Linked DNA regions of Bicyclus anynana: region 1 is linked to region 2. Evidence: chromatin contacts called from public Hi-C data. All regions are on one chromosome and are shown on one strand. The core of a region is the stretch at or near the end of the contact, and the rest is flanking DNA. Distances in the headings are between cores, read along the strand shown.

The links. A called contact is a pair of places that touch in the nucleus more often than the background predicts.
Region 1: a Hi-C map of whole larva shows a contact between it and region 2, with 2.4 times the contacts expected there. The contact joins two enhancer-like sites. A contact is called at or near these places in 2 of 2 Hi-C or Micro-C datasets (whole body and whole larva).

What each region holds. Positions count from the first base shown.
Region 1 is chr22:4,612,975-4,618,329 of ilBicAnyn1.1, forward strand. LOC112046846 (klarsicht protein) reads right to left here. Exons shown (of 25, transcript XM_052888461.1): 14 at 5,307-5,355; 15 at 4,165-4,392; 16 at 3,264-3,499; 17 at 2,413-2,782; 18 at 1,461-2,264. Among protein-coding and RNA genes, the nearest start is that of LOC112046865, 28 kb to the right of the region's middle. Within about 2 kb of position 1,372, at least 8 of the 8 cell types and tissues checked have open chromatin away from gene starts, as enhancers often do.
Region 2 is chr22:4,576,449-4,581,451 of ilBicAnyn1.1, forward strand. It overlaps LOC112046846 (klarsicht protein), which reads right to left. Exons shown (of 25, transcript XM_052888461.1): 21 at 3,751-3,902; 22 at 2,779-2,983; 23 at 1,756-1,917; 24 at 315-412. Among protein-coding and RNA genes, the nearest start is that of LOC112046857, 12 kb to the left of the region's middle. Within about 2 kb of position 2,888, at least 8 of the 8 cell types and tissues checked have open chromatin away from gene starts, as enhancers often do.

The DNA.
Region 1 (5,355 bases), core at 122-2,621, 35 kb after region 2:
TATTTAAATTTAATATATTACACAACCAAATTAACAAGTTACTTCTAAAGTACCGCGCAATCACAGTTAATCACGTTAATAAATTAAACAGATTATAAATTAAATAACTTAAGTATCTTAGCTCTTTTATAATCTGTGGTGGCAAATGTCAAACATGACATCTGTCATTTCGATGTGTCTAATGTCAGTCAGTTTTAAAGCATTGGTTACACCGAATAAATTATCAAGCCTGCCTGAACCTGCACCGTTAACTTTATATAGATAATAAATATATCACTGGTATATATCTAAAAGTTAGTTTCATTGTTCTAGCACCGAATAGTTGCCTCCAAAATAAAGGAAGGGGATTAAATTTGAGGGAAAAGGGATTAAAAATAAACAGGCAGTTAGTAAAGACTACACATAACGATCACAACACACATGGTTAGTTAGTAAATAAACTCAAAACAAACAAAATAAAAAAAAATATAAGTAAATGAAAATAAATATGTGATTTGAATATGTGACACAATTTCACTATGATCAAAATAATTAAAAAGCAACAAGTTTTTGTTTATTTATTAAACTATAATTAACAAGTGAAATCGTGTCCAACTCGTTCTATAAAAAAAAACCACTCTCACATATAAATTAGCATGGTTTATACATCAGCTGTCAACTGTCAAAGCGTATGGGAGTTTGACAGGTGTCACCCAACTATAAATAATGTAAATAAATACTAATACGTACTGCGTTTGTCAGACTAACATATTATTACACAAATGCTTTATACTTTGTACCTACACATTTTATATATGACTAACAAATTATTTTAATTATATGGAATGTAGAGTAGTATTAAATAGTTAATTAGTGTATATTGAATAATTTAGTAAGTTGATTAAATAAGTAATAAATGTTATCTAGCCTAGGGGACGCTCATCAACCGTCGAGCAAAAGTTATTATACGAATAATAATTGAAGCTTCACTTCAAAGAGTAGGTTTACAGCACAAAAATTGTAATATAAAATAGTCAGGAGTGAACTAAAGAAAACATATCATTGTTGATTTCTTCTCTAAAGAACACGCTGGGCTTTTACTGTTATAACAAAATCAAGGAACTCTGTGTGAAATAGTTACAATCGATTTGCTATTTTTACACTACATAAAGACAGCAAATCGATTGGACGACTTAACGTTCACTTTTCAAAAAATTTCTTTGTCCTAGTTCGATTTCGATTTTCAATCTGACAATCGCAGCGCACCTAACGCGTATACTTACATATATGAGAAAAAATATCACACAAGCCCATGCCAAATGTCATTGAATGTGTATGTATACTATGACTAATATAGAGAAGGCGGTGACGGCGAGACAGAGGCGCGCGCGCAGGCACGTCTGGCGGACGCTCACGCACGAGCGGCTGTCGTCCGCGTCGCTGTAGCTACTACTGTAATCGGTATCGAATGGGGTCCTTACGTAGTCGAACGCGCGCAGGATGTCGGGCGACGCGTCGTGGCGCGCCATCAGCGCCTCCGTCACTTCCAGTTGCGTGCTCGAGCGGCGCACCAGCGACCGCACCTCTTCAGACTCCGAGTCTGAGTCTCCCCAATTCCTCCGGCTGTGCTTCGGCGACGAGGACTCCCCTTCCGAGTCCGCGCTCCCCGTTGAACGTCTACGCATTTCCGAAAGCGCGACTTTTTGCAACTCGCTCTCCCCGTCTTTCTCCTTGCGTCGTCTACTCAACGAGTCCAGTATGTCCGGTCGGTTGTTGACTTCGGTGTATTCCAGCGAACTGTTGACTTCGTCGCTTGTCAGATTTGAGCTGTGACGTCTGCGGCTCAACGCTTGGATGTTGAGGAGATCGAATTCGGGGGAGCGTTTGCTGTTCTTTCTTTCGCTTTCGGAGGGTTTGCGTCTTCGGACGCCGTCGTTGCTTTCTATGCTGGTGTTGTTGCGGGACCTCTCCAGACTGTCGAGGAGGTTCTTTTTGCGTTCAGCGCTCGACATTGATTTTTTGGGCTTTCGGGAGGGAGTCTCCACTGGAGATGTTCTCGTCGGTCTCTTGTATCGAGGCAGGCTGCGTTCTCTAGAGACGTCTGAGGGTGGTCTTCTTCTGCGTGTTCCACTTGGGCTTTGGTCGTTTTCCGGCTGAGCTGATAAGCTTGAGCAACAGTCCGATTGTGAATCTAGGAATGCTCTGTAATCGTCCCCAAATTCTAAAAGACGGCGAGCGGCGTCCGAGTCTGGCGCTTCCGAATATGGCTCCGAGTTATATTTTTCCTGTTGACAAAGAAATTATTTGTTTTAAAATAACACCCGAAAGATACACCAAATTAGTAAATCTCGTAAGATATTTGGATACTAGCGAAAAAAAAAACAGCGTCATCTGGTTATTAGACAAGCGTTATTAAACAAGAATAAAATTTACCTGATAGAAATCCCAAGCTTGTTCAGAGAATGAACTGTGTTCCTCTGTTCCAGCTGTGACACTTTTATCGGAGTCCTTGTCCAAGCAGACGTCCCACATTTGGCTCGGGTTTCCCAAACTCAAGGCCAAAAACGTCCTCTCCCTTTCCATACTCCGAGTGAGTCTTGGCCTCACGGTTCCACCTTCAGGGCCCAATTTAAAGCTAGGGATAGTTAGTTCCGATTCGTTTTGTTCAGGGATGGCACTGTCGGGTTCTTTATTTGATATGTGTGTTTTCTCAATGCTTCTCCGCAGGTTTGCTATGGTCGCCAATTGTTGCTTGATTAGTCCCTCATCGCTGTCATTTCCAGACGTTGAAGTAGTGTCGAACCTAAATAAAAAATACATAATTAATAATTGAGAAATGGCTTTGTGTATAGACTTGCTACGCAAAAAATTTGAATTTTTAATTTTAACTTCAGTATATCTCAAAAAAACAATTAATCGTATTTTTGTGCAATCATTGCAGTTTTAGATTGCATTTGCATCTTCTTAATTCTTCTTAGTTTTGATGATAAATTATAAATTACCAGTTTAATTTTTGCTATTTAATTTAACAATAACCGATAAGTGGTACAAGTATACCCTGTCAGACCGAGATATACATATTTGTTCCTTTTGCCGTGGAGACCCATAGGCCATGGAGTCGCAAAAATTTCTCCGAATTATTTCACTTCAGCTAATTACCTCGACACGACTCGACCAAAAAGCTCGCTTATTTTTGGGGCAAAGAATCAGCCTGGATGCCCAACATTCTTGCCGCTTAAGTTTCTTAAAGTATTCTCTTTCAATATTAACAATAAGTAACGCACCTATTTTTCCTACTAGTAGCCGGGTCGCTAGCAGCGCTCCTCTCATGTTTGTCCTCGATCTCCGGACTGAGTCGGCCACAGAAGGAGAGTGACTTCACCAGTCGTTCTCTCCTCGTGTTGGTGTTGTTGTGGCGACGAAGTTTGAGCCTCTTCCGTCGCAGCCAGCACTGTTTGTCGTTGGCCTCCACACAGGACGTGCACGCCTCCGTCATTGTGTTTGTGCTCGATACGTGACCCTGGTGCGAAATAATCAACATTATATTCGTATTGTCTAATTGTTCAGCTGTTTTTGTTGGTCTTGTTTGTTTCTGTATTTGCTTCAGCATATAACACGCTATAGTGTTTGGACTGCATACTCGTTGACTACCCTTGACTAGACTGACTAGCTAAGTAAAGAGAACTGGCTATATAACTTGCAACTGATTGACGTAGGTACACATAAGTAACGATTAGCTAGGTTAATAGGTATTTTCTACATTAAACCTTTGCGCATAATTCAATTGAACTCAATAATCGATTCCGATTAAGGCAAAATAATAGTGGAAAAATTCTGATTATAGAAATAAAACATTCATAAACTTTTGGGATAAAGCTGGGAACAATTAAAAAGCATGGCAATATTTTTTTAAAGATGTTAGGTCAGACAATCATGACTCTCAAATTCAATATAAACATATTGATTACATTCAGAAATATGCCAAAAAACTGTGCAACAAATATCTATAGTACTCTATCTGAGATGTAATTAAAAAATCGATTAATTACCGCAGCGCCAACGTGAATGGAATGAAGAAATAGTGATCCCATTATAATTGATGACAGGGAATGAATTCGTGCAATTCCCAAACAGAAACAATTCTACATGTAACACAAACACAAATACCAATTTCGTCCTCCATACCTGTACAGTAGTAGAACTTCCTCGCAACTTTGAACTGGAGTTCCCCGGGGTGACTCTAGCGGGTGACGCCAAAGTGTTTAGCGCTGACTCCGATATGGACATGTTGTTGTGCATGGACTCTGTTGTGGGCGTGGCCGTGAGAGAGGTCCCCGCGCCGCTGAGTTGTGACAGGCAAGACACGGACCACGGCCGAGCGCTGGTGCCGTTGCGTTTCTTCCGCAGTGTCACCTAGGGTTAGTTACCTTTGCCTTTTAGCACAAACATATAATGCGTGTTTGTTGGTGAAACAATTGGCGTAAAGTTTTCTTGATGATCTAATATTTTTTTGCGATCGAATCGAGATCAAAGAGAAAAGTTAATTTAAAGCAAGTTTAAATCTCCTAATTTTTCGGTATAAAATGCGCGTTTTAAGATATTGAATCGAATTTTGAGGGTGCTTCAGTATAAAATGTGCGTTAAATAAGTATTATGGATTGTTGATGTTAACTCACACATCTGTAAATATTTCGCGGAAAATAGCAAATTTGTTATTTATTGCTATACTATCTGTGCCTGATATTTGGAACTATTGGAATGAAAAGTAGCGTATAGTATAATACTACTATATCATTAAAGCAGAAGGTTAACCAACTGTAAACTGTAAATTGCTTTCATTACAAATTGAACTTTTTTCAAATTCGCCATTATTTCACCATGTGACATGATAATGTTTTATGGAAACAGATACATTATTGTTATGAATATTAGTTATATTTTATACCACAAATAAAACAGATTTACAATATACATGTATTCTTAATAAAATATATTGCTCATGTGATACCAATGATTAAGAAGATAGAAATAAATGTAACATCTGGAATATATGTTTACAATGCCGTTATGAATCTTGAAAATAAAGTCATAATGAACACTTTATGATAACACAACACAGAAATGACAAAGATAAATTGCAGGAAAAAATGTAAATTGAACAACGGTATTATTGTCAAATGAATAGAAGCAAAAATGGAATTTTTGAAAGAATCGTATGCGACAAAAACGGTATAATTGTATCAATCGATGATAAAAAGTACGAGGAATATTATAGACACACAAAGCGATAACAAAGCTTATTGGTATGGAAATAAAGTGCAAATTACCTTAGCGTGATGGGTCGGTGTGACGGTACAAGTCGACGTGCTCATGTCC
Region 2 (5,003 bases), core at 1,638-4,137:
ATCAGTCTTTCAAAATTATCTCCCTCCCTTTTTTTTTAAAGTTAAAAATCCGTTAGGTAACCTCTACATGGAAATAGAAATATTTCTACCTGTCCTATACCCAAGTCTTTACGAGTATGTCTGCTGACAGTTTCAGAGATCTGTCTACTATCTATCTCCTATACACGCTGCATATAATAACCAGTCTCGAGGACCCCTTTTTTGCCATTCCGTATATATTCTGAAGTAGGGACCGTAATCCCTATAGTATTATACTAATACGTCACTAATGTTCTTGTACAAGATCAAAGTAGAAATTATTGAAGTCAACTCACGTCACATCGTCTATCTTCAAGTCCGGGATGCTCTGTTCGACGAGCGCTCGACACGACTCTTGCAAAGTTTTCACCTCGTTCTCGGTTTGTTCCATGCGCTGAAATAATACATTAAGATTAGGTAATACATGTCAAACTAACTGATTAATGATTCTTGTTATGTTAGATCATAGATATTGATTGTAGAAGATCCCAAAATGCATACAACCTTCTACATATTAATGGCAACAAGTCAGGTCGAAAGAAAAGGTGTTTAATTGCGTTTTTGCGTGCACTCTGGTAATGCTGTATATGCGACTGATTTATCATATCACCGACGGCCCTCAACTGCTAGACATAGGCATATTGTAGGGACTTCCAAACACATCTTGAGCAGTCTGTGTAAAGCTACTCCCAGCGACTTTTCGTTTTCCGACTTTAAAACCATCCATCGGCTCTTCGAACTCCGCTCATTTCTAACGACAGGTTGAACTAAGCTAGGTAATAGTGGACTTTTGAGAAAATTCAGGAAAATTCGGATCCGACACGGAAAGATTCTTCGAATATATCTCTCTGCGTCGACCACTGAGTAACTCTGAGCTTTGTTTTATGCGGTTTATAGGTAGCGAATGATTAGTTCATCATCATCATTATTAGCCGATGGATACCCACTGCTAAACATAGGCCTCTTGCACGGACACGGACACATCAAGTTCTCGAGCTCTCATCATCGCTCATCGTCATCTCGCTAGATATCCTCGGTCCACCCAGTGGGGTCTACTAACACTACGCTTTCTGTTGTGGGGTCGCCATTTCAGGTCCTTAGGACCCCAATGTACATCGGCTCTTCACTTCACGACTCGCTATGAGCTATGTCAGTGACTTTGATTCTTCTGCGGATCTCCTCATATCTGATTCGATCACGTAGTAAAACTCCAAACATAGCTCGCTCCATCGCCCTCTTTTAGTAGCTTTTCGTCTTCTTAAGGCTCCTAGTTAGCGACCAAGCCTCGAATCCGTAAGTTATCAATGGCAACAAGCAATGTTTGAAGACTTTCGTCTTCGGACACTGAGGAATTGAGGAATGAATAGTCAGTACCTAGATAAGTAAATAAGACTATCGTCGTCGTTAACCCATATTCGGCTCACTGCTGAGCTCGAGTCTCCTCTCAGAATAAGAGGGGTAAGGCCAATAGTCCACCACGCTGGCCCAATGCGGATTGGTAGACTTCACACACGCAAAGAATTAAGATAATTCTCTGGTATGTAGGTTTCCTCACGATGTTTTCCTTCACCGTTTGAGACACGTGACATTTAATTTCTTAAAATGCACACAACTGAAAAGTTGGAGGTACATGCAAGTTATCTATGGCAGCATGCAATGTTCGAAGACTTCCGTCTTCAGACACTGAGGTATTGAGGAATGAATAGTCAGTACCTAGATAAGTAAATAAGACTGTACCTTGGCAATGGCCCGGTGTGCAGGTGAGTTAGGCGCCAGCGCGGCCTGAAGACGCTGCGCGAGCTCTCGCAGTGCGCTGAGGCGACGCGCGCGGCAACCGGCGCCTTCGCTGTCGCCATCCGATATACCCGAGTCCGATAGCGAGTCACATGTCGACCCACCCTGCAAACAATCACACTGTAGATACTTTCATTGAAGTGATAACTTCTTATGGGAGGGTAAGTTATTTCGTAACGTAACGCGTTACCGCGCCCTCTTTCTGGCTTCTCTTTCTCTCACGCTTACTGTCAAGCGTCCTAAGATGAACACGTTTTTGCGTAAAGCCTAAAATTTTCCCTATTAGGGCGAACGTGGCTAAATATAGTCCACGTCCTTCATTGTCTGCCAGTCGGTCCTTAGTCAAGTCATGCTTTAGTAAGGCGAAGTTTGCCTTGATAAGTCCAGCGAGAAAATATAATTAATCACTTAGAGCACTCTTGATCAACATCACTCTTTCACGTGCACCTATACAGATTTATATACAACTAGCGGACGCCCGCGACTTCGTCCGCGTGGAATTCAGTTTTTCACAAAACCCGCGAGAACCATGGATTTTCCCGGAATGAAAAGTAGCCCATGTGTTAATCCAGAGTAAAATCTATTTCCATTCCAAATTTCAGCCAAATCGCTTCAGTAGCCGCAGCGTAAAAGAGGAACAAACATACTTACACATTTTCACACATACATACAAACTTTCACCTTTCTAATATTACTGTGATAAAATGCATCCTACTTTATACAATAAAATTGTATGATACAGCAAATTAAAGAAAATAAAAAAAGAGCTACATGTAATTCCTACAAATTTCCCGCCCAAATCCCCACTGTCAACCCCAATACCTTATTCCAACATATAACTCTGTCTTTAATGAAACTCTCGCTCTATATTAAGACATTATCTCGCGATCTGTAAGCTAGACACACAAAACATTAACAATCTGCAAGAGCCCTTGAATTCGATGGAAAAAGCAAATAAAGCGCTACCTTTTTCTTATCCAGAAGCGATGCAGCGAGTTGTCTGATATGCGCGGCCAGCTCAGAGTGGTCCGCCAGCGCTGTGCCGCGGTCGTGCAGCGCTTGAAGCGTGGCAAGGTCCCCGCGCAAGGCGCCCTGTAGCTCGCGTAGCGCGCTCTCCCACTCGGCCCACGCGCATACCGCCTTCTCTAGTGACAGCAGCTCGTTTGATGTGCTGGAAAGAGATAACAATCAATTAAAAAAAAATTTGTTAATCGTAAATTATAAGCATTCAAATTTTGATTAGAAAATTTCCTATTGTTCTCTCTGTATAATCTCTAGGATTAAAGCCCAGTGGATATGACTCTGCCTCCGATTCCTGAGGATGTGGGTTTTGGGGCATTTTAAGAAATAAGTGATATTTAATTTAATGTCTCAAACGGTAAAGGAAAACATCGTGAGGAAACCTGCATACCAGAGGATTCTCTTAATTCTCTGCGTGTGTGAAGTCTGCCAATCCGCATTGGGCCAGCGTGGTGGACTATTGGCCTAACACGTCATAATCAGCAGTGAGCCGAATGATAATGATGAAAGGTGATACATTTTTTTTATTAAAAAAACAATTAAAGTTGGTTTTTAAAATTTCCATTTTAAGCTTAAACTCTTGTTCCTCAAACTTGGTCAATTAAACTTAATTTCGAAGGCAGGAAAAATTCAACAGATCTTGTCAATGCTCTACAAAAAAACTGTCAAATTTTTACCATTTTCGGATAATAGTAAAAAGAAAAACTTTTAAAAACATTACGGAAGTTTTACAAAATATTTTTAAAAATGCAGTTGCCAAAAATTTCAATTTAAGATCTTCCATCTTAGATTGCATCTTTACTTACTTGTAAAGAGGAGGATGAATTACTACACGAAATATGCCGGTAGCGGCGTTATATGGTTGTGGCTGGTGGCCCGTGGGCAGGAGCCCTTAGTGTAAAGCAAAGTGTTATTCACCGTTGGTGCGCGTCGTCCCAGGCGGCCAGCAGCGCGGTGAGGTCGGCGGTGAGCCCGCTGTCGTCCGACTCCAGCTCGCCCAGCGCGCGCCGCACCGACACCGTCAGCTTCAGCATCGACACCTTGCACTCCAGCAGGCGGGAGAGACGCTCCTGTGAACGACAGATTCATTATTATATGTATTGAAGAAATAGTAGTCAGAGACGGTTATGACTTCGCTCGATCTCGTGTTAGCTTGTGCGACTAGTTTCCGTAAAGAGTAGGGAGTTAGAGAGGGGTAGCGATCGGTTGGCATAAACGATTTGTGTTTCGTATATTTGTGAAGTTCGAGCCGGCTACATTTTTGTTGTGTAATTCTTTATGGGTACTTGGGATAGGCGGGGGGAGTGACTTGAGTGGAAAAGGGGAGGGTTAGTTAACTGACGTCTTTAACCGTACACACAACGCGTCACAAGTGCGCGACTCCACTCAAGGTAATTCTCTGCCATTGGGTCTTATTTTACTACAGTTTGATTTGTATATGTTGTCCTGACAAATATTCTGAATCAGACCCTTTGTTTGACATTGGGTTTTTTGCATCTACTTTGGAGTCTGCTAAGTCTTTATAATATTAGTTGGTACAGATAAATCTTTAATAGGCCAGAGAATACTCGTTCATATTAAAAGAGCTCATAGTTGGTAAGCGGTTGAATATAAAACCAGTCCTATCAGATATCTGACAGTTGTTTTACACGCCGGTAAACTTGATTCACATCACGCGCTCCAATTCATATGTACCTACTTCTACCCGTTGAGAGGTTGCCAGAACACTTGTAACAGGTTGTATAACAATAAATTGATTGAGTGTGATAAATCAGAAGCATTTTTACATTTGGCTGAATCGATAATAACCTTTGCCAAGCATTTATGTAGGTTATTTAATATATACTCAAGTAATATTAAATAAGCTACGTGTGTTATGCAAGCATGCGTTACCTACTTTTCAGAAGTTAATCGCAATCTATACTAATATTATAAAGCTGAAGAGTTTGTTTGTTTGTTTTGAATTTTTTTTTTCAGTATTAGATAGCCCATTTATCGAGAAAGGCTATAGGCTATTATCCCCATATTCCTACGTGAACGGAACCACGCGGATGAAACCGTGCGGTGTCAGCTAGTTACTAATATCGCCGCTAGCGCTAGCGACTTCGTCCGCCCTTAGATCTATTTAATCCAGCACTATCGCAAAATCCGTTCTTAGTGGATAACTAACT